2 separate regions of the Mus musculus genome follow, and region 2 is linked to region 1. A link is a contact called in public HiChIP or PLAC-seq data. All regions are on one chromosome and are shown on one strand. Each heading gives the region's core, a stretch centred on a gene start, on an enhancer-like site or on the middle of the called end of the contact. The rest is flanking DNA. Distances are from core to core; before and after follow the strand shown.

Region 1 (5,285 bases), core at 451-2,950:
AAAAAGCAAAAACAAAAACAAAAACAAAACAAAAAAGAAACCATCTGGGAGGTGGAGGGAAGAGGAGAAAGGCCAGCCTGGACTACCTAGTGAGTTCCAGGACAGCCAAGCCTTCAGCGACCCTGTCTCAAAAACAGATCACCACCAATGAAAAGAAAAGAAAAGAAAAGAAAAGAAAAGAGCACTGGGGCTCAAACCTAGGGTTACAAAAAGTCCTCCAGAAATTGAGCTACAGCCTCAGTGTCTTTTTTCCCTTTTTCTTAACTTTTACATGATTTTGTGTGTTTATGTGTACACGTGGGCTGTGGCTTGCATGTGGAAGTCAGAGGGACAAGGGGGTCCTGGGGATTGAACTCAGCTCAAGTTGGCGGCAAAAAAAAAGCAGCCGATTTCTTTAATTTTCTTCTCTCTTTCCCTCTCTCTCTCTTTCCATCCCAAACGCATTACCCCCCCCCCCCCCGCACATCAAATCTCTGCAGGATTAGGGGGAACCTTGTGGGGGGACTGGTACCACAGTCAGGCTACAGCTTTAGGGGAGAGCCTCTGCTACATTTGTTGGGGGGACCTACATGGTGACTGAGATGCACTGTATGCTCGTTGGTTGGTGGCTCAGACTCAGAGCTCCCAGGGGTCCAGGTTAGGTGAGGCTGTTGGCCTTCCTGTGGGGTTCCTATCCCCAGCGGAAGCCTCAATCCTTCTGCGGAAGCTTCAATCCTTCTTCCAACTCTTCCCCAGGAGTCGTCGACCTCCGTCCAATATCTGGCTGTGGGTATCTGCATCTGCTCAGTCAGCTGCTGTGTAGAGCTCCTCAGGGGATGGTGTCAGGGATTGGTGCTTGCCCATGGGATGAGTCTCAAGTTGGCTGGTTGTTGGCCATTCCTTCAGTCTCTGCTCCATCTTTGTCCCTCCATTTCTTTTAGAAAGGACAGATTTGGGGTCAAAAGTTTTGTGGGTGGGCTGGTGTCCTTATGCTTCCACTGGGGGTCCTGCCTGGCTACAGGAGGTGGCCTCCTCAGGTTCCATCTGTTAGTCATCTTGAAAGCAGCTAATTTCTTTCGCAACTCACACAGTTGGGGCTTATTGAATCAATGTATTCTTGATTGCAATTAACATACTAGGGCTGGATCTCTTTCGGAATTCCTCTAGGTTGGAGAACAGGGCTTGAATTCCCGGATGAAGGAGGAGTACGTCCCGAGTCGGGGAGACCTGCAGGCCGTTTGTCCCTTAGTACTCATCTGCTCGCATTTATATCTTCTCAGATAGGTCGAAAACGGTGCCTCCAACCATGGAAAGCGGGTACCAGCCAGAGCCACTGTCGGTGGAGGTCCAGATCCAGCTGCACCAGTACCGCTCGGTGGAGGAAGCATTCCTTAGCTTGATTGACTAGCAGGGAGAATAAAGGCTGCTCTGCAGCCGGAGCTTGAGAGTTTGTGTGGCCACTAGGGGAAGGGGCACGGCGCTGGCAGCCCAACGGGCGTGGGAAAGAGAGCGTTGCAGTTGCCAACGAGCCACAAGTGCGTCCTGGATAGACTGCAAGGTGGGGCGGAGTCCATGGCTCCGCCCCCAACGCGAAGCCCCGCCCCTCCTCCCTGAAGAGCCTCGCGGTTGCTCCATTTTGGAGCTCCGCCCTCTCTTTGGGACCCTGCCCCTGAAGACCCGCCCAGCGGGGGGTTCCTCGCGCTCCCGGCGAGATACTGCCCGGCTTTTGTGTCGGTGCGCGGTCCCCAGGGGTACTTAGGTAGGTCTTTGAGGGCGGGGATGGGGTGGTGAGGTCGCGCGGCCTGTGGCGCCTGGATCCCGTTGCCGGGAAGGAACCGCGTTCTGCCGGTGCCTCTGCTGGAGGGCTTTCTGTTGCCCGCCCCTCTGTCGCACGTCTGGGCTCGGCGGTTGCCCGGACACACCGCGCTGTGGGCTCCGACCACCGCAGCCCTCTAGATTCGGGTTGAAAGGATGGAGCTACCTGGGCCCTTTCCCCAGAGCCCGAGGCTGCCGACACCCCGAGGGCGAGGGCGCGGAGAGAGGACCCGGTCCCGCGGGACAGTGATTGGGGTAGGGAAGTGGGCTTTTCCGGGACTTTGGGTGGGTGTGGGGTGCGGGACACCGGGTTACGGGACAAACCAGAGCCCCCCTCATCGAGTGGCCGGATGGCAGCGGACTTACCAAACCTGCAAACCCCGAGTAGTTACAACTCTGTGGTCACACCATCCCCGCGAGGCTGCTGTGACCCTAACTAAGCCTTGCAGCTTAAGAGCTTTCTTGTAGCTTCAGTCCCCTTCGCCCCTCCAGGTCTTTCAGCCAAACAAGAATCACATTAAAACCATGGGCGCCCATTTAATCCTCAACTGTACCCTCAGGTGTTGCTCCTGAGCCTTGCAGGGAGGGCATTCCAGGTTCCTCTTGATGAACAGCATTCTAGGCGCCATATGCGCTCCTCGTCTTGAGATTTATCTGCGTGGCTCCTACTTCAGCTCAGAGCGTGGATGTTCTCTCTGCCTGTCACTTTTTGTCCCCTTGCTTCATGCACTTGCATAGCTATCCCAGGGTCTTGTGGCCTTTCCTCAATCACTTCATCCTTAGCAACATCTGGTCTATCATGCCTACTAGGATGTCCTTAGCTGCTTGGCTAATACTGGAGTTAGTAGGAGAGATGCTCTAGACATCTCTAGGGACAACAGGGTCGAAGTGACACTTTTTTTTTTTTTTTTTTTAAACTTAAGGATGGGAGAGAGATGGTAATGTGCATTCTGGGATTTGGCTGCTACACCTGTACCTCTGTTCCCTATATTAGGTGTGGCTCTGGCTCTGGCTGTGACTCCAGCCTCCAGGGGAAGAGGGCAAGGAGAGCTATCAGGTATAGCTCGGTTGTAGTGCTTGGATAGTGTGCATTTACCCAGCACCATATAAAGCCCCGCTTGTGAGCCCAGCACTGGGGAGGTGAGGCAGGTCGGTCAGGTTAACATCATCGACAGCCACACTGCAGGTCTGAGGTTTTTTGGGCATGAGGTTTATTTGGTAAAGTAGTAAGCATATGTCAAAGACCCTGCCTTGTGTGTGGGGTGTGCGTGTGTGTCAGAAAACTATTAGGCAGAACAGGCAGTGACAAATGACAGGAAGGAAAGTAAGGCTGATTTGTTACTGCAGACCTTGGGCAAACTACTCTAGTGAAGACTTTTTCCCCCTTGGTTCCCAGTTATGAGCACCCCCTGCTCCCCACATTCCTCATGCTCTGTGACCCACCACTGCCTGTTACCCTGTCGTGCAGTTCCCTCTCCCAAGAGGCCTGGGACTCTGATGTTGCCGGGGCTATATTACCCAGAAACTACAGGACATGCTGGAGACCAAGCTGACTTTGGCTGTGGATTGAATGTCAGGTTTCATGCTTATAAGGCATGCAACACAGGACTATGGCTCTATTTCCCCTAAAAGTCCATATGGTAACTTGAGAATGTTCATTGTGTCTCAGCTGTATGATAGCTACAAGCCACATGGGAGGAAAATGTTGAGCCCTGCCAAGAAGGTGGCAGGAGGCAGGTAAGGGCTGGCAGGGCCGATGATTTAAGTCTCTTCTCCAGGAAACACCTCTGCGGAGTGGCTCGTGCCCAGCTCTTGGAGAGGCTGAGGTGAGAGACTTGTCACTGGTTCAAGGCTAGGCTGGCCTAATCAAAAATGAAAACCAAAAGTCCCAGAATTGGGCAAGGACTTAGCTGAAGGGTTGCAAGGAACTCACTTTGCTCCCGAAACAGGGACTGTGTGAGCCTAGCTCGGGTGCTCTCTCCCCACAGGGCTTCGACTATGTTGCCCAGGTTGGGCTGTGTGCTGTTCTGCAGTCTTGTGGTACTACTGCTCAGCTGCCTGCTCCTTCTGAAGGAGCGCATACCAGCAGGCAGCTCCAAGGCCCACCAGCAGTTCTTGGCACTGCCAAGGTCCCACCATAGCCAGTGCTCACCCAACCTAACAGTTGTTAACACCTCCCTGTCCCTGCCCAGCCGTCATCGCCTCTTCTTAACCTATCGACACTGCCGAAACTTCTCCATCTTGCTGGAGCCTTCGGAGTGTGCCAGGGACACCTTCCTGCTCCTGGTCATCAAGTCACAGCCTGCTCATATTGAACAGCGTTCAGCCATTCGAAGCACTTGGGGCCGGGCTGGGAGCTGGGCTAGGGGTCGGCAGCTGAAGCTGGTGTTCCTCCTGGGGGTGGCAGGACCTGTGCCCCCGGCCCAGCTGTTGGTCTATGAGAGCTGGCAGTTTGATGACATCTTACAGTGGGACTTTGCTGAGGACTTCTTTAACCTGACTCTCAAGGAGCTGCACGTGCAGCGCTGGATCGCAGCTGCCTGCACACAGGCCCACTTCATACTAAAGGGAGACGATGACGTCTTTATCCATGTTCCCAATGTGCTCGAGTTCTTGGAGGGCTGGGATCCGGCCCAGGACTTCCTAGTGGGAGATGTCATTCGCTTGGCCCGGCCCAACAGGAACACCAAAGTTAAATATTTCATCCCGTTTTCCATGTACAGGGCCCGCCACTACCCACCTTATGCAGGAGGCGGCGGCTACGTCATGTCCCAGGCTACTGTGAGGCATCTTCACATGGCCATGGAGGAGGCAGAGCTCTTTCCTATTGACGATGTCTTTGTGGGGATGTGCCTGAGGAAGCTGGGGGTGACTCCCATACACCATGCTGGCTTCAAGACATTTGGAATCCAACAGCCCCTCAATCCCAGGGACCCTTGTCTGTACAAAGGGCTCCTGCTGGTGCACCGTCTCAGCCCCCTGGAGATGTGGACCATGTGGGCGCTGGTGACAGATGAGAGGCTTAAGTGTGCAGCTACCCACAAGCCCTAGCCCCGAGGGGTGGGTGGAGCAACAGCTTTAGAGTGACTCAACTCCTATCACCAGGAGAAACAATTCTGAAAACTGGTCCCTGGTGGTCAGCAGGAAATGATCTTTATTTTTATGCTAACAACCTTATTTAATTAAAAGTGCTGAAACCTGGCAAACTTCTCTAGCATGTGCTGAATGGGAGTGTCAGCTGCCAGGGAGCCTTAGGACCCCAGGGCCCCCAGCTCCCACTGCCTAGGGAGCGAAGGAAGACGCTGCAGGACAGCCTGAAGACTCACTCTCACTCTCAATCTCTCTTTTTTAATGCAAACACTAAACTTCTCTTCCTTTGGATACAGCAGAGAAATTCAAAGAAGGAACAAACAAGAAGTACGTGTTAGAGAAGGGCCTGTGGGGAGCACCAGGTGAGCTGTTCACGCCCTGAGTAACTCCATAGCTGAGCT
Region 2 (5,236 bases), core at 248-2,747, 190 kb before region 1:
GTGAGATCTGCCTCAAACAACAGTTCACGAAAATAAAAGCCAGACTAAACAAAGCAAAAACTGCGGGGCAGTGATGGCGCACGCCTTTAGTCCCAGCACTTGGGAGGCAGAGGCAGGCAGATTTCTGAGTTCGAGGCCAGCGTGGTCTACAGAGTGAGTTCCAGAACAGCCAGGGCTACACAGAGAAACCCTGTCTCAAAAAACCAAAAAAATAAAAATAAAAAAAGTAAAAACTGCCCCAGTACATATACATACTATGCCCCCTCTCTCAAGAACATTGACCATAAGGAATATTACGTGATGCACCACAGATCCCATACACAGACAATGGCAGTGTTAGAATTTGAAGACAGGCCAGATGCTTGCACACACCTCTAACCCCAGCACGGAAGGCAGAGGCAGGGGGATCTCTGAGTTTGAGGCCAGCAGAGCGAGTTCTAGTACATCCAGGACTACACAAAGAAAAAAGAATTTGAAGATCTATTACCAAGTAGTGGTGTGTATATATCTTAACTGTTAAACATTGAGTTAACATTTTATCATTTTTTAAAAGTGTGTATATGAGTGTCTTACACGCATGTGTGTTTTGTTTTATTTTGGTTTTTTGAGGCAGGGTTTCTCTGTGTAGTCCTGGCTGTCCTGGAACTCACTCTGTAGGCCAGGCTGGCCTCGAATTCAGAAATCCGCCTGCCTCTGCTTCCCAAGTGCTGAGATCAATGGCATGTGTGTGCCACCACTGCCTGGCATGTGTATTTGTATACTTCCTGTGTTTCTGGTGTCCACAGAGGGCGGGAAAAGGGAATCAGATCCCCAATAACTGGAGTTGTGAGCCGCCATGTGGGTGGTTGGAATCAAACCTGGGTCCTCTGCAAGAGCAGCCAGTGCTCTTAGCCAATGATTATCTCACCAGCCCCAGTATGAGAGGTTAGGAGCTTGCAGTAAAAGAAGACCCAGGTTCAGTTCCCAGCACCCACAGGGCGATTCACAGCCATTAGTAACTACAGTTCTAGGGGACCTAACACCCCTTTCTGGTTCCCTCTGGCACCAAGAACATACAGAGTGCACATACATGGCATGCCTTGTAGTATTAAAATTATATAGCATAGCATGTTAATATGATAGTGGTTTTTAATATGTATAAAATTCATGTATAATCTAATGCACCATCATGCAATTGTGTCAAGTGTACATGCTAACTATAAAACAGTATCCTCACATACAGCGTGTCCACAGTTTCAGTCACACTTCCTCGGAACCAATAGTGCTGTTTCCCAAGAGCTGGGGCTGCCAGCATCCAGCCAGCAGGTTTTCCTTCACACATAGGGGAAGCGGGTCACACCTCCCTTTCTTCTCCAACCTGACTGAGTGTATCTAAGCTGCAGAATTCTGCATGCAAAAGAATGGAAATGATGGCTCCCCTCCCCCAAGGCTGTTAACTGCAGCTGGGAACAGCTTGAAAGCAACAGGTTTTCAACAATCTAGTGGTTAAGTATCTTTAAAGTGAAAGTAAATAACCGCTGGCTTAGAGACACAGGCTCGAGTAACAAAACTGTATCCGCCAGTGAGGTAGGGAGAAACAGAAAATTCAGATACTGTTTCCACTCAGTGTGAGGTCCCCGGGGTCTGAGGAGAGGGGCACCGGAGGAAATGGGGGGGGGGGGCGCTGCTGATTTTCTCCTTTGAATTGGCAGCTTCAGAAGGAAATTAGTTGCTTGCTTGAGGCAGTTGGATTGCAGGTTAGGTCAGCAAAAATCTAAACTAAGTCAGACGTAACAACCCACGTCTTTAATCTTAGTACTCTGGAGGCAGAGGCAGGTGGATCTCTGTGAGTTTCAGGTCAACCTGGACTACAGAGTGAATTCTGGGCCAGCCAGGGATATTCAGTGAGACCTCCCGTCTCAAAAAAATAAAATAATTAAATAAATAAAAGTGAAAATTATGAACAACAAAATATCTGGGGCTGGCAAGATAGATCAGTGGGCAAGGGTGCTTGCTGGCAAATCTGATAAGCAAAATTCAATATCCAGGATCCATATTTAACACCAGTAAGTTATCCCCATGGCCTCCAAATACGCACAAAGGTGTGTGTGTGTGTGTGTGTGTGTGTATGTGTGTAAGACACACAAATGAATGTAATTAGAAATATTTAAAGTTTATTCTAATTTTTTATTTGTGAGTGTATGTGTGTTCATAGAGGCCAGAAGAGGGCATTGGGTCCCCTGAATCTGGAATGACAGATGGTTGTGAGCTGCCGAATGTGGATGCTGGAATAGAACCCTGGTCTTCTGCAAGAGCAGCCAGTGCTCCTAACCACTGAGCCATCTCTCCAGTCCTCTTTCCATGCTCTCAATCCCATTTCTGTGCCCTATGTGTCTGCCATTATGCCAGAGCTGCACTGTTGATGACCATGGGATGAACTGAGACTGGGGGGAGGGGTCCTCAAACTCTGATCTGTTTTTCCCTACAGTTCCACTTTTTTCTACTATTTTGCAGTATTAATTCCAGAATCAACTTGTTGGTTTCTACAATAACAGAAAGGCCGGCTGGAGTTAGGGATCTCATTTGGTTGTTTCCTGGTGGCACTGGGCGTGGAACTCAGTGCCTGGGACATGCTAGGCAGGGGACCAGTCAGTCAGTTTGGAGAGCAGTCACCTTAACACCGTTAAGTCTTCCAAGCTCCAAATTAGAAAACTCTTTCCTGGGGGCTGGAGAGATGGCTCAGTGGTTAAGAGCACTGACTGCTCTTTCAGAGGTCCCAGCAACCACATGGTGGCTCACAACCATCTCTTATAAGATCTGATGCCCTCTTCTGGTTCATTGGAAGACAGCTACAATGTACTTAGATATAATGATAAATAAATCTTCAAAAAACAAAACTGCAAAAAAAAAAAATCTTTCCATTAATTTAGGTTTTTCCTAACTTCCACACTATTTTATAGTTTTTAGAGCTTAAGCTTTTTTGTTAAAAACTATTCCGAAAATTTTCTTGAAGTTGATGCTACTAGAAATAAAAATGATTGGGTTGGTGAAATGGCTCCACAGGTAAATGTGGAATCCACGTGGTATCTCCACTGTTTTTCTCATATTCCCTGGGGCATACATGTACCTGTACATACACTACACACTGGCATGTGCACGCACGTACACACACACACACACACATGCACACACATACTCATTTTAAAAAATGAAATGGGGCTGAAGAGATGGCTCAGTGGTTAAGAGCACTAACTGCTCTTTCAGAGGTCCTGAGTTCAATTCCCAGAAACCACATGGTGGCTCACAACCATCTGTAATGGGATCTGATGCCCGTTTCTGTTTGATGCCCTCTTCTGTCATACAGGCATACATGCAAATAGAGCACTCATATTCATAAAATATGTAAACAAACAAACAATGAAATGGAATTATTTTCTTAATAATTCTTTGTAGTGTTTAGTGTATGAAATAAAATTGATTTATATATATTGAACTTTTTTATTTTATGTGTATGTGTATATGTGTTTTACCTGCATGTATGTATGTGACCCATGTGCATGCAGTACCTGCTGAAGTCAGAAGAGGGCATCAGAACTGAAGATAATGGATAGTTATGAGCCTTCATGAGGGTGATGCTAACCACGCCTGTTACCATCCTTTGAAAGATTGGTTACAGGTATTAACTGCTGAGCCATCTCTCCACTCCTGAGGTTCACAGACTGATATCGTATCCTGAAACCTTTTACCAGTTCTAATAGGTTGCGATAGGTTTTAGTGCATTTCTCAGAATTCTTTTCTCTTTTTTTTCTTTTTCTTTCTTTGTTTCTTTCTTTGTTTCTTTCTTCTTTTCTTTTCTTTTTCTCTTCTTCTTCTTCTTCTTCTTCTTCTTCTTCTTCTTCTTCTTCTTCCTCTTCTTCTTCTTCTTTTCTTCTTCTTCTTCCTCTTCCTCTTCTTCTTCTTCTTCTTCCTCTTCTTCTTCTTCTTCTTCTTCTTCCTCTTCTTCTTCTTCTTCTCTTCTTCTCTTCTTCTTCTTCTTCTTCTTCTTCTTCTTCTTCTTCTTCTTCTTCTTCTTCTTCTTCTTCTTCTTCTTCTTCTTTTATTTTTTGAGACAGAGTGTCACTATATACCCCTGGCTGGCCTGAAACTCATTCTGTAGCCCAGGCTGGCCTCCAATTCACAGAGATCCACCTGCCTCTGCCTTCTGATTGCTGATATTAAAGGCATGCATCACAATAGCTGGTTGTATACTTACTTTAAAAATTCATTTTAAATAAAAAAAATTGCTAGGATGTGAGTAACATATTTGAGTTTCTCATTGAAATCTATACTTATTCAGCCAAACTCATTTGAAAATTCTTGGGAAGTACTTTTTTTTGTTGGTTTATTGAAATGGAATCTCTCTGTCTCTCCATGGCTACCTTAGAACTTGCTATGCAGGCACAGGTTGGCTCTGAACCTAAGGCATATTGCAGCCTCTGTTTCCTGACCACAGGAAGCAGGTATGTACCACTACGCCTGGAGAGACTCTTCCTTCAAAACAAATAAATGAATGTGTATGTGTCAGCGTGAGGAAGTGGTTGATAGATACATTGCGAGATCCTCAGGGTGAAAGGTGACACAGTTGAATAGCGTTCATGACAGTCCACATGGTATGAACAGTGTGACACCATCAGGGCAGGACAAAAAACCAACACAGACTGAGTGGCTTAAAACACAAGGAAAAAAGGGGCTGGAGAGATGGCTTGGGTTAAGGGCGCTCACCATTCCTTCCTGCAGAGGACCAGAGTTTGGTTCCTGCACCCACACATCAGGTGGCTTGTGACCACCTGTGACTCCAGCTCCGAGGGATTCAACGCCCTCTTCTGGCACACACAGGCATCTGCACTCATGTTTGTTTACACATACATAGAGACACACATACCTAGAGATAATTTGAACAGGAAGTCTTTAAAAGATCCAGTGCTTGGCACGTGCTTAAACAACAGAGTTTTGTCCTCTGACAGAATGCAAAATCAGTGTCAGCAGGGCCATATGCCCCCTGCTCCCTGTGACAGTTGTCCATCCGGTGACTCCTTTTGGACTCCTCCTACCCTCTGATGCTTGCATTCTGTTCCCTGACCTTGAGGGAACAGGTGTGCATCATATCACACTGTGTTCAGCTCCAGGCTGCAATGGTACAACGGCGACGGACATCCTGGATTGAAAGCCACCCTACTCCAGCGTGACCAATGACCTTTTATAATTACCTCTGTAGCAA

The links. HiChIP or PLAC-seq counts read pairs in DNA pulled down with a chosen protein or histone mark.
Region 2: an H3K4me3 HiChIP or PLAC-seq map of bone marrow-derived macrophages shows a contact between it and region 1, with 4 times the contacts expected there. The contact joins the enhancer-like site here to the promoter of B3gnt4 in region 1. A contact is called at or near these places in 5 of 39 promoter capture datasets (the HPC-7 cell line, hippocampal neurons, liver and 2 more), 2 of 484 Hi-C or Micro-C datasets (bone marrow-derived macrophages and embryonic stem cells), 6 of 115 datasets of contacts at active chromatin or transcription factors (the 230-238 cell line, acute myeloid leukemia, bone marrow-derived macrophages and 1 more) and 2 of 9 other capture datasets (macrophages and pancreatic islet).

The regions. Positions count from the first base shown.
Region 1 is chr5:123,506,782-123,512,066 of GRCm38.p6, forward strand. B3gnt4 (UDP-GlcNAc:betaGal beta-1,3-N-acetylglucosaminyltransferase 4) reads left to right here and starts at 1,701. Exons shown (of 2, transcript NM_001382854.1): 1 at 1,701-1,738; 2 at 3,783-5,000. The coding sequence starts at 3,793. The coding sequence ends at 4,845. Lrrc43 (leucine rich repeat containing 43) reads left to right here. Exons shown (of 12, transcript NM_001033461.3): 12 at 1,260-1,424. The coding sequence ends at 1,387. It overlaps Diablo (diablo, IAP-binding mitochondrial protein), which reads right to left. Exons shown (of 6, transcript NM_023232.3): 6 at 4,549-5,285.
Region 2 is chr5:123,316,769-123,322,004 of GRCm38.p6, forward strand. All of the region lies in intron 18 of Wdr66 (WD repeat domain 66), which reads left to right. Among named protein-coding and RNA genes, the nearest start is that of Bcl7a, 25 kb to the right of the region's middle. Within about 2 kb of position 1,498, at least 63 of the 459 cell types and tissues checked have an H3K27ac peak or open chromatin away from gene starts, as enhancers often do. A contact at or near this core is called in the HPC-7 cell line, bone marrow-derived macrophages, liver and 2 more, where this site is marked.